2 separate regions of the Rattus norvegicus genome follow, and region 2 is linked to region 1. Evidence: chromatin contacts called from public Hi-C data. All regions are on one chromosome and are shown on one strand. Each heading gives the region's core, a stretch centred on a gene start, on an enhancer-like site or on the middle of the called end of the contact. The rest is flanking DNA. Distances are from core to core; before and after follow the strand shown.

Region 1 (6,830 bases), core at 761-3,260:
GAAGTCCAAGTTCAAATGAATGCTGCGGCTACAAGAGGCTTTTAAGTGGCACATATGTGTGGCATAGAGACCAGAGAGCTGAGCTATATTTAACTTTCAAAAGAAAACCATATGTAAGAGGTGACAATCCTGGCAAGATGGCCCCTCTGTTGACATGTTATAATTGCCTTTGAGGTAGCAAAGTGCACAGAGGAAGAAACCCAAAGTTTCTGATGACGCCCACGACAGCAGGACTCACCAGCACAACCAATTCATTATAATTGTGCTTTAATTAACTTATACTCACTTCCCATTCTAAACCCTCAAAATGCATTAAAAAACTTCACGCTTTGTGGGGATCAACTATTGACACTGAAAACTTTCTTGTGAGCCCTGCATCAGCCACCTGAGCAGTGATTATTATAGTCACTCTCACTCTCTATGTATCTGTCTCTCTGTCTGTCTGTCTTTCTGTGTGTCTGCCTCTGTGTGTGTGTGAGCCTGTCTCTCTCTTTCTACGCCCCCCCCATCATAAACTAAGTGGACAGTAAGACCTGTCTTCAGAATGGAAGCCTCATTCCATTCTGTGTGTCAGTCTGCATCCCACCTCAGGTCCAGCACCATGTTCTTAGTTTTTGTCCAGCAGTAGAAGCTTTGGAATTGTCTAGAAACACTCTCTTTCTTTTTCCACAGACTCCAGCCTCAGAATCCACCCTACTTTTATAATCTAGATGTTGCTGGACTGTATGATTTTTTTTTTACTATTTTCTGGTGTTTGTTTTCATGGTTCACGCTCATTTTATTCTTGGCTTATGAAAACATTTCACTCTTTTTTCTCTTTTTCAGAAATGCAACTAATATACACACCTGAACTCCTTATGAAAGCCGTTTGATGACCGAAGGAAAGGCTCTCCTGCATATGTGTGTGAGTTCTAGGGACCCTCTATGGTCTCCACCTTGTGCATTACACTCTAGCATCCTGGGTATGCTGTTGGGCTCCATAGTCAAAAGAGAGAGTCAAGGAACAAAGATTCCCTGGAAGCCTGGCATAGAACAGTGAACCCAAAACTTTTTTTCAAGCAAAGTAGAAGATGAAGAGTGATGCCCATGGCTGTCCTCTGGTAGCCACACACCCATTATGGTATGTGCATGCCTGAGCTCATTCACGTCTTCAATATACACACAGAGGCAGAGGGAATGGGGGTGGGGGGAGGAGACTGGGAGATAGAGGGGGAGAAGGAGAAAAAGATAGGGAAAGGGGAGGGGGAGAGGTAGGGAGAGAAGAAGATGGGAAAGAGAGAGGGATGGGGAAGAGGAAGAGAGGAATGGAAGGAGGGAGGGAGGGATAGAAGGAGACAGAAGGAAAGGAAGGAGAGTAGAAGAGGAAGAGGGCAGGAGGGAAAGAGGGAAATGGGGGTGGGACAGAGAGAGAAGGAGGGAGGGAAAGAAGGTAGGAGGAAAGGGAGGGGGAAAGGGAGGGGAGGGGAGAAAAAGGAGGAGAGGGAAGGATGGAAAAAGGAAGGGAGGAAAGGGGGATAGAGGAGGGAGAGGGAAAGAGGGAAGGAGGGGAAGAGGACAGGAGACAGGAGGAGAAGAGGCGGGAGGGGAAACATGGGAAGAGGGAGGGAGAGAGGGAGACAAGGCAGAGGGAGAGGAACAGAGGGAGGGAGGAAAGAAGAGATTTTAAACAACTCTCATGGCCCATCTTAGTGTGAATCCAACAGAGGATTATGGAAATACTGTTCTCAGCTAAGCTGAAAGGACATCTTGAAACAAATCTCAGGGTACATGCAGTTTACATTTCAAGAAATGTCTGCAACGTGCATTGCGAACCACCCCCTAGATTCCAAGTCTGAAACCAGCTGCAGAGAAGTGACACCTGTCTCTGTGAGCTTGAGGCAGCAGTGATATGCCCGGCCCTATCCATCCTGTCTGTTGTGCTTCAAATATCTTGCTGTGCTGCAGACATTCGTGAGGTATACAAGTGTCTTGCTTATTTTAGAACCATTGTTGCTGGCAGCAAAAACCCACGTTAAATAAGCCAACGCCTACAGCCTGTGGTAAAGACTGCTAAACAGAGTGCGCTGCATTCTGAACAGAGCAGAGAGGTACAAACTGGACCGTGACCAGATGGCTTTCCCAGGAAATATGGTTCAATGCAGATTGGATCTGTTTCTTGTTCAAAGTTTTTACATCTGGCTCTCCCGAGGGACTCTCCCCCTTGTTTTATTGTTGAACAGAATGTGTTTGTAAAGTGACCCTTTGGATTTTTTTTTTCTTTGTGAAGAGCATTTTTTTCAGTGAGTGGTTAAAAGGGGAGCCTGTTTAAGGGGCATCCATCCACACCTCAAGATCCTGTTTCTAGTGAGCACAGAACAGGCTCGAATGCTGTCTGCTTTGTTTGTTGCTCACCACCCTGGCTTTCAAACCTCCCTTCACTAAATCATCATGGCTGTGCAGCTGAGACTAAGGATCTTCCTTCTCTGTCCCGCAGAGTATGTGTATATCTTAGCTAAGACTAATGGGGCCTGGAGGTGAAGTCAGCTGAATTCGTAGAGCAGATATCAAATGCCCTTATTTATTTTTATGCCTGTCTCATCACAGGTGGGACAGAGACAGGGGCAGGGAAGAGGGGAGAATATGGTCAAGCCAGACCTGAGCCTTTAGGGGGCCCAGAAGAATAGCTTAGTGATGGGCATCTAGGAACCAAGAGGAAGAACTCACTTCACAGTTCAGGAGGTCAGGAGTCTCAAAGCTGCCCAGGCTGATTCCTCTAGCAAGGAAGAATCTCAGGTCCAAAGTTGGCCCCAGCCCTCACTCCTCAGAGGAGAGGAACAGAGCTTCCCAGTGACTCGAATGGAAGACGGACGAAAACGGTGTATCCCTGTCATTGGCACAATCCTAGAGTTACACACTGTCTTCATGAAAACAACCAATCAGGCCTTGCAATAACTGTGTTCTTTGTTTGTTTTGAGGCAGGGTCTCACTGGACAGCCCTGGCTGACCTGAGCTTCACAGACCAGACTGACCTAAAACACACAGAGGTCCACCCACTTCTGTCTCCAGGTTCTTCAAATAAAGGTATGAGTCATTAGGTTTGTCCCCGCCCCCTTGAAATCATTCATCGAACAAAGGCCCTTCTCACAGAAGAACATTTTATTTCCACTTACTCAAAAGAAAAGAAAAGTCTGAAAATATTTAGAGCCAAGGTCATGGATATCATTAAAATGAGGCTTAAAAAATAAAACCCAGAACCCTTATGTTTAGTCAAGCATAGTTAGCTTATGCCAGAAATCCCAGCACTTCCTAGGCTGAGGCAGGAGAAGAGCTGAGACCACTGTGTTGCATAATTACTTCCGGGCCAGTCTAAGCTTCAGAATGAGACCCTGTCTCAAAAAATAAAATCAAACACCCAAATCAATCAAACCAAACCAAACAAATAAACAAAAGCAGTAACAATAAAGACTTAGATATTCCAGCTATGAGCATGTTACGTTTGTGCCAAATAGTTGGCTTTTACAAGGCTAACGAATGGGGGTTGGGGATTTAGCTCAGTGGTAGAGTGCTTGCCTAGGAAGCACAAGGCCCTGGGTTCGGTCCCCAGCTCCGGAAAAAAAAATACCTATATTTAAAAAAATACCTACAAGGCTAATGAATCTCAGAAATCTGTGACATTGAGAATGCAAGCCTCACGCAACAGTTCATGCTGTATGACTGCCAGGGAGCGCCATAGAAGGACAGCAAGGCTGTGTTGGGGAGTAGAAGTCAGGAGACTGGGAACCTGCAGGCCTCCACTGAGGAGTAAAGTAATGTGTGTTGGAAGTGGGGCACTGTCTGGAACTTTATACACAACCAGTCTTTACCCTCATATACACACTGTAATAAATGTGCTTCAATTATCCTCTGTTTATAGAATAAAGAATATGAAACACAAGGGCAGTACGCGGTCACTCATCTAGGAAGAGCCATGGTTGGCTTACAGCTCCCATCTTCCTCAAAACTACATCTTGCCCTCTGCTCCTCTGCCTAGAGTCATGGTTTAGCCTTAAATCATTAACAGAAGAGCCAAGATCAGACTCGTCCTCTCTAGAAGTCTGAAACATTGATGAGCATGCACAGAAACCACACACAGCAATCAGCTTGGAATAAAATCTGCTTTCAGTCAGATTGCATTTCTCTGAAAGTCATTTAACCACTACCAGCAGGGGACTTCCTTTGTAAGAAAAGCTTTAAAATAGGATTTTAGTGGGGACTGGATCGTCATAGGACATGAGGTGCGTGCATGTGTGTGTGTGTGTGTGTGTGTGTGTGTGTGTGTGTGTGTGTATGTGTGTGTGTATGAGATGTAAATGTGTGGGGGCATGAGTGTGTGTATGAGTGTATGAATATAAGAGTGTGCTTGTGTGTGTGAGTGTGGATTTGTGTGCATGTGTGTGGTATGAGCATATGAGTGTTGAGTGTGCATGCATGTGTTAATGTGAGATGTGAGTGTGTGAATGTGTGAGTGTGTGTATGAGTATGTGAATATATGTGTATGAGTGTATGTGAGTGTGTATGTGTGAGTGTGTGAATATATGTGTATGAGTGTGTGTGTGAGTGTGTATGTGTGAGTGTGTGAATATATGTGTATGAGTGTGTGTGTGTGAGTGTGTATGTGTGAGTGTGTGAGTTTGTGTGGTATGTGTGTGAGTTTGTGTGGTGTGTGTGTGTGTGTGTGTGGCATGTGAATGTGTATGTATGAGTGGATATATGAGTGTGTATGTGTATGTGAGTGTGTGCGAGTGTATGAGTACATGTATGTGTGAGTTTGTGTGAGTGTGTGAGTTTGTGTGGTGTCAGTGTGAGTGTGCGTGTGTGAATGTGAGACGTGAGTGTGGTGTGTGTGTGTGTGTCATATGAATGTGTGTGTATGAGTGAATATGTGAGTGTGTATATGGAAGTGTGTGAGTGTGTGTGAGTGTGTGCGGTTGGGAGTGTGTGTGGTGTGTGAATGTGTGCGTAGAGGTGAATATATGAGTATGTGTGACTGTGTGAGTGTGTGTGTGTGTGTGTGTGTGTGGTGTGTGAACGTATATATAGCAAAAGAGTCACACTGAAAGCACTACCCAGAAAAGGCATGTGCTCTGTCACTAAGCTACATCCTCAGCCCTAGGATAAATTCTTATGATCACACTTAATTTTAAGCAGTCCTCTTCCAGGAATTTGGTGGCCTCTATGTTAAGAGATACTACAGCAATCATTGCCGCCCATCCACAGTGACAAAGACGATCTGAATGGCCTTTGGCAGGGCCTTATCATATAAGGGCATTCTGGCCCTTTGTTCCTGGTTTATACCCACTAAGGGCTATTATAAACATCATTTGCTTTCTAAGTGCTCCTTGTACTCAGTGAGAAAATGCAGCTTCACTGCTCTATCGTCTCCCTTGTCAATTTGACTTCTCATTCTGTATTATAAATTAGAACTCAGTGAGTCAACCTCCTGTGAGTTTTAGAGTGAACCTGTCTGTAAAGGTCTTTCCAATTCTTGATGCACTGACAAAAATGACCTTCTGGTTCTACAAAGATGTGGGAAGGACAGTTTCATGGGAAGACAGAGGTATGTTTATTCCTTAACTCTAAATGACAATGTGTGAGCTTAAGCAGGTGACATTTTTTTCCCCCTGAGTCAGTTTCTTGGTTTCCTGTCATGAAAATGTGAGCAGTATGGAGATTGGAGCTGCTTCAGGTCCACATGCTGGCCGACAACCCCTCCAGTATTCCCACAGAAAATACTGTTCTATAGATCTCAAGTTGGGATGAGTTGGTGTTACAGCAGTCTGTACGCTTTGGGTTTCAGCCCGAGCTTGACCCTATTAGGATATCAGGAGCCTCCTTCAGCCTGCAGCCAAGTTGCCTGCCTTCTGCCCGTTGGTTTTCTTCCCCCACACAGGGACTGTGGCAGTCTCTTTGCCCTCAGATGATTGTGGACTTCGGGGTGTTGCCCAGCTGTGGGAACTCTAGCACCTGTCCCCAACCGTAACATCCTTTTTTATTTCCTGCCTTTTCTCTGACTGGAGATCCTAGATATATTAAAGTTGGTGCCACAAGAGTTATGTCATCTATATGTGGACAGACACAATTCAGTTTACTTTTTGATACATCCAGTGGCCAGAAAAGTCATATCATTCGTGTTAGACCACCCTGAGATTCTGAGATTTATTTCAGTAGCAGAGGAAAATGGATTGGTATGTATGCACAGGACGACTCAAACGTGAGGAATACATTTTAAGCCCCACATTATTAGATAATTGTATGACAAGCAACACGTTATAAACTATTTAGAACATTAGAGTGTTGTTTTTAACAAAACCTCTAATGTTTGATTTTACCGATAAAGATTGGGGTGAAAGCCTGCTGGTTCAGAGAGGCAGAGAGAGCACCCACTCAGCTGATGCCCCAGGAGGAAGCTCTTCTCCATGCTGTCTTAAAAACTCTTCAAACTGAGTGTTCCCCCTCTCACTTCCTGTGTGTATCTCTCTTCTTCCTCCTGACTTCCTCTTACTCTCTATGTTCACTCCCTGTTAACTGGCCGTTCACTCTGTCTCAACCTATGTTTGACTGTATTTAATCTTGTTTGCCATAAACAGAAAAGTCTCGGATTAAAGGTGTGTGCTGGGGGCTGAGACTCACCATAACTAGAAACAGGTTTTCCCAGTAAATAACATAATCTCAGGGTTCACGGTGTGATCAAATATCCTGTAACATTAGAGCCCTTAAACACACACTAAATATATGTTTTTAAAAACAATTTAATTAGTATGATTTAGCAACCTTAAGCAAAAAGTACATGTTGTCAATCATAATTCCAGTCA
Region 2 (6,378 bases), core at 1,075-3,574, 230 kb after region 1:
TGATGCTCGCTTCCGAGCAGGAATGGTAAAGAGGGAGAGGAAAGGATTAAGGTTCTACTGCAAGTAAGCCACCTCTAAAGTTTTGCCCAACTTCCCAGAGTGCCAAGCGAGGGACTGGGCCTCCAACATCTGAGCCTTCCAAGTCCCAGCTATGGCGCATTCTGGAATTTATGACAAGTTTTAACTACCACTTCCTAAATTCTATCTGAAATTTCTCATTATAGATTTGCATATGTGCTTCTTAAGCTCTTCCCATGTGCCAGCCCAGCTGATAGGGATGCCAAGGCACACAAGGAATCGCTAGACATTTCCTTTCTGGTAGGAAATGTCTGCATGGAATTTCTCACTAGTTTGGAAACTGACAAAAGAAAAAAAAGAAAAGAAAAGAAAGGAAAAGAAAAGAAAAAAAACTCAATGCTGACATACAAAAAACCTTGGGAAATATTTCCTAAGTCAAGTAGTCAATCGAATATGACTATCCAATGGTGATACAATAAAAATAATAGTTACTGGACAATAGTCTTAGAGAGTAGACCACTGAAGACTATCATGGTTGCATCTGCTATAGGCTGTGAGATTTACTGTAAATAAATATAAAATTATCTATTCTGTTTTAATCATATAGCTACCACAGTATTAAATATCAAAATAAATATTGTAAAGAAAAAATCTTGCTTATTGTCAGCATTTAAATTTCCATGGCTTATCTTCCTATGCATAGTTAAACAATTTCTTCCTAACAGAGGTAAAGGGGGTGTTATAAACAATATTTCATGTTAATGGATAATCCTATCCCAAGACACACTAAAATTCATGATAGAATAATACAAAAATGCTCTGGGTACAATTTTCTTCACCATATACGCTTATGACTAACTGTGATCTCTTGGCTAAAGTAGTATTTATACAGCCTGCTGCACTTTTGAAATATTTGCTTATGTATATTCATGATTATAAAAAGAATATGCTGGTTTTCAACAAACAATATTATGTATTAGCTTAGTATTTTTATTAGGTAAATAATCATCATTTATCCAATCAGCTTCCCTTTGCCATATTTGACAGAATAGATAAAACTGAATCACCGAGAATAAAAATAATCTACAAGAGTGGCTTCTGAATCCTCTCAGTTTTACTTAAATTGTAAAAGTGACACCTAAAACACAGATTCCCAGTGCCAGAATCAGATCATCTGCCCCTATACCAGCACACACTGTTCAGCTCTAAATCATGGGCTGAACAGAATGAGGTAGCATTGTGGACCATGATCAATATGTCAGCTTCCCCCTCCCCACCCTCTCCTCATTCTACAGTGATTGACAGCTAGGAATGCTGAACCGGGATGGAGAGCTCATCATCAGAAGTACCCTTCTGGAATGGAATTTAATAGCATCATCTGAATAGTGGTTCAGTCAATCTCAGTTTCTTTGCCTCTGGGGAGACAACACAGATGCATATAATTCTGTAAAAAAAAAAAAAAGCATGATTATTTCAAAGCCCTATGTTAACAAAGCACTCATCATCACTATTATCTTATTTCTTTAAAAAGAATCAAAAAGCAAGCTAACTTTTCCATGTTCTGTACAAAGCAGTGATCAGAAGCCACCTTGATCTCTAGAAGTTTCCTAGTGACCCAGAGAATTACGTCCTGGGTCTCCTGGTCTTGTCTCAGTTCTCTGAGACACTGTTACTTAGAGCTGCTACCATTGAATGTTGAGAGACTTAGAACCAACTAAGGCAGGGCTCACCAGAGTCAAGGAAGACAAAAAGAAAACCTCAACATCCAGATGCCCTCACCCCAACCCCAAGCCTGTCAAAACAAAACCCCTGAGAGTGAAGTGGCCCTGACTTTACTGAGAGGACAATTCAGATGTGTCTGCAAGAAGATTTTCAGGGAAATACTTTCCTCATCCTCGGGGATGAGGAAGTGGATGAACCCCCTCCTTTACTCTCTCTCTCCCTTCTTCCCTTCCTCCCTCTTCTGCCTTATCACACAGCATCCAAGTTTGCTTGTTGAGGTGGGAACAAACAGGGACACAACACAGGCTCCATTCCCACACCTCAGGGACCATCTTGTTCTGTTAGATCCTTCCTTCCCACACCAGAAGCAGAAAATCACCGAGACTGGGGTTTCTAACTGCTGCCACCAAAAGTATAAATTTTCCATTCAACTCCACACGCTGGGGAGGAATGAAATGGCATCTGCAGGAAGGAGTGCAATGGAGTGAGAAAGGAAGAAACATCCTAAAATCATCTCAGCCTCCGTCCGGCCCTGTCAGCAGAGACCTCGGGGCCCTTCTAGCACATTCTGAGACACTGGATACAAGGTATACAAGGTTTTCTTGGCAGGAAAAAAAAAATATGCTGTCTGTTTTCTAGGCACGAGTGAATCACTGGAAGAACTGAGCCTGGGGATACACTCCACTTCCTAGGGAAGGTCCTCACTTCCTGTTCATTTCCTAGTAAAGGGCCTTCCCTTCCTGTTTACTTCTCAGTAAACAGTTCTTTGCTTTACGTTGTCTCACTCATGGTATTTTATAAGAGGGCTGTTCTCTCAGATCTACCACCCACACAGTCAATTTCACAGAAAGCAGTGAAATTTTTTCACTCTTTTTTTCAGGTTTGGTCCTGGTTGGTCTCAGGCCATCCCTGGAGAAAGGAGCAATGCTCAGCACAAAACCAGAAACAGATGTAGGAAGCCAGATGTGGACCAGCTCAGGGAAATAAGGCACAGTCAATGGTATAACTCATGAGAGCTAAAGAGGAAAAAAAATGAGTTTAGATGCAGAATTGAACAGACTGAGAGGAAAGAAAAAGGCTTGTCACACAGTCTTGTCTCTGTCAACCAGCAAGATATTCTAACATTTCTTTAAGGTTGAGGAATTCCCTCGTGAAGACTGTGTGTGTGCATGCATGTGTGTATGTGTGTGCATTTGTTTCCGTGTGTGTGTGTGTGTGTGTGTGTGTGTGTGTGTGTGAGCGTGCACGCATTTGGTGTGTTATCTGCTTTACCCAGAGAGGCAGGATAGCCAAGGCCCAGGAAGGACGCAAACCTGATGAAATGAATCAATATTTTGGCCTCCTCTGACAACCACATGAACAAATGTAATCTGAAAAATATTATTAAAACCCATAGCCCCCAGACATTGTAAGTCTATGTGGGCAAAAGTAATTACAGAACTAATTCCTTTGTGTTATTGAAAATGCCTTTGGCTTGGTATTGATATGGTAAGAACAGCTATCTGTGAAAACAAATGCAGGCCTCCTATTTGCTTTAATTTACTCTGGTCACAATTCTTTCTTCCTTTGTTAAATCGCTGAGTTTTGCCCAGAATGCTCAATATGATAAAGGAGACGAATAGCCTGTGTCATCTCTGTACTCAGGGGTTTCTATGAGATAGGCACATGGCCTAATGGGTACTATTGGACAAAGGATATCTTCAGTTCTAAACCACCTTTGCAGCAGACTTGCCCAGAGAGCCTTTTAAAACGGCAGGTGCCTGCTCTCCACCCCAGAAAGCCTAGTTAAATTCATCAACGTGGATCAAGGCATTCATATATACTCAATCTGAGTCCATTCATTCAATAGCTATTCACTAGGAACTTAGTAAGAACCTATGATCAGTCAAGTTTCTTAGCACGTGAGAGTAAATAAAAGGGAAATGGGTTTGGAGAAACCACTCTTTGGGTAAGAGCACTTGCTGAGCAATCAAGAAGACAGAAGGTCGGGTCTCAGCACCCACAAAGTGAGCCATGAGTCTTGCACAAACTCTGAGCTGTAACCTCCAGCTCAGGGGGACAGGGACAGGAAGATCCCTGGGACTCACTAGGCCTCCAGTATGCCAAGAGAATGTGAGGCCCAGGTTCAAGGAGAGACCCTGCCTCAAAGGAAAACTCAGAGACCGAAATAAGACACTAGACTCCATTTTCTGGTCTCTGCGTGCTTACACAGGCACAGGCATGGAGTGTACACACACACACACGTGCACACACACACACACACACACACACACACGAACGCACACTCACAAATAAATAAGGCTAAAGAAATGTCTGCTCTTGCTGGGGTTCAAAGTTCATATCTAGCACCCACAGCACGTAGCTCACAACCACCTTTAGCTTCACCACCAGGGAACCTAATGCCCTCTTCTGGCCATTGTAGGAACTGAATGCTTGTGATGCACCTAGAGACAAACAGGCACACACACAAATACACAGAAAATAAGAACAAAAACATTTGAATAAAAAAAAAATAAGAAAACAAAACCAGCCATTGCCTTAATGAAGCTGACACCTAAGAAGCTCACAAACACTAAGTATAGCATGACAACAGTGGTAAGTCATGGTGGAAAAGGAAGCAGGAGAGAATGGGCAACTTAGGAGAGTTAAAGGGAACAGGATTTTTAATAGGATAGCTGGAAAACTAGAGTCATAGAAAAGAAATGGCTGGGGATTTAGCTCAGTGGTAGAGCGTTTACCTAGGAAGCGCAAGGCCCTGGGTTCGGTCCCCAGCTCCGAAAAAAAGAACCAAAAAAAAAAAAAAAAAAAAAAAAAAAAAGAACCAAAAGAAAAAGAAAGTAAGCCACAAAGCCACATAGAAACCAAGAAAAATACAGTTGAATGAGCATATATTAAAATCCTGGGCTAGGAAAATGGCCAGTCTGTGTTTGAGGAACAATGTGGAAGGCAGTAGGGTTGACATGAATGAAATCAGAGAAGAATTGTTGATAAAGGCCAACAAGGAGGGTCCCTGTGAGTCAAGACACAGACTTTAGGGCTGGAGAGATGGCTCAATGGTCAAGAGCATTGACTGCTCTTCCAGAGGTCCTGAGTTCAAATCCCAGCAACCACATGGTGGCTCACAACCATCTGTAATGGGATCTGATGCCCTCTTCTGGTGTGTCTGAAGACAGCTACCATGTACTTATATATGATAAATAAATAAATCTTTTTTAAAAAAAAAAAAGACACAGACTTTAACGTTTGCTTTGGGGAGACTTGAGCAGAAGTATGATCCTAGTTGAGCTTTGTACTGTCAGCCTCTCTACTGCAATAAAAACAGGCAGAGAGAACCTTGAAGGGAAAGTAACAGACCCCTTGGAAATCAGTTGGTGATCCAGTCCACAGTGGCTCGGGCCCAGGATGGCAGCCTAGGATGGGGAACATAGATCCAGGGTGCATTTTTAAAGAAGTACAGACAGGATTTGCTGATGGACTGAACTGTGGGTGTCAGAGAAACCAGGGAGCCAAAGTTCCTTCCCAAGCCAGAGCCATAGATAGAGAAGAGTTCCTTCCACAAGGGCAGAAAGAAAGACCCGGGGAAAATGCTAAGAGCATTTTGTATTTCAGATGTGTTATCTTTGAGTTGCCTGTTGGAGGAAGTGTTAAAATAGGTGTGGGAACAGAGCTCAGAAACACGTCTATGCTGGAAATATAAATTTGGCTTCAAGACGTACATAATTTAAAGAAATGAGTGTGGGTGCCATCACTAGAGAAGAATTCAGAATCTGCTTCCTGGTTCATAGATGAGTCTGTCTTTCTCTGTGTCTTCACAGGATATTTCTGTTCTGCACCATAAACCCTTGCCTTCATACCATGGTCAATCCTAACGTTCTCACTCCTGATACTAGGAAGAAGGACCACAATTGAGGAGTTGGAAGGAATGTAAACATCAAATCCACTGACAAAGGGCTCAGAGCAGATGGAAGTCATAGTTAGGAGGTAGAGCCCAGTGGCCTGGTTTCCAAGCTGGTTGTTATGCTTGGCACCCAAGGGCTCCTCAAGTCACCTCCTTTAACATAGACTCTGTATGGCATGGTAGACCCAGCACCCTCCTGAACTTCTTACCTCACCCTTCTGCCATCTGCTGGGAAATGCAGCTGTCAACAAACACAATGTGTTTGACTGATTGTTTCATAGAATCTTTATCAAAAACAATCAAGGCCCTCAATGGCTGCAGGCAGAACCAAGGTGGTTCATCTGTCTTGCTAAGCTCTGAAAACTGTCATGACTTTTTATGGAACTGAGCAGTAGATTCTGATAGTGAGACTCCATTGTTGGAGGTACCACATACACGAGTCATAGAATGTGAAGACTTCATACTGATAGGATAAGCTCCATCCCTACTGACTAGCCTTCACAGTGCTGAAGGATGCTATGCCTACCCCTGAAAGAAAAAGGTATTAGCGAACCCTGAAAAGTTCCAACAACCATCAACCTGGCAAGATATGCCCACTGGTATAATACTAAAGCAAGCACTTTCTGATTGGCTTTAAGGCCCACCTCACAAGATAAACCCATCCCTAACACCATTTTAGGAGCAAAGAACCTATGACTAGATAGATCTTAGACCCCAGGAAAGAATCTAATACTATTATT

Evidence for each region. Hi-C and Micro-C count contacts between places; a contact is called where the count stands out from the background.
Region 2: a Hi-C map of frontal cortex shows a contact between it and region 1, with 1.5 times the contacts expected there. The contact joins two enhancer-like sites. A contact is called at or near these places in 2 of 12 Hi-C or Micro-C datasets (frontal cortex and mammary epithelial cells).

Annotation. Positions count from the first base shown.
Region 1 is chr1:21,267,146-21,273,975 of GRCr8, forward strand. No RefSeq gene overlaps it. Among named protein-coding and RNA genes, the nearest start is that of Rnu11-3, 70 kb to the left of the region's middle. Within about 2 kb of position 2,011, at least 9 of the 93 cell types and tissues checked have an H3K27ac peak or open chromatin away from gene starts, as enhancers often do.
Region 2 is chr1:21,496,432-21,502,809 of GRCr8, forward strand. LOC134482582 (a long non-coding RNA gene) reads right to left here. Exons shown (of 2, transcript XR_010058869.1): 2 at 998-1,462. Among named protein-coding and RNA genes, the nearest start is that of Smlr1, 160 kb to the right of the region's middle. Within about 2 kb of position 2,325, at least 5 of the 93 cell types and tissues checked have an H3K27ac peak or open chromatin away from gene starts, as enhancers often do.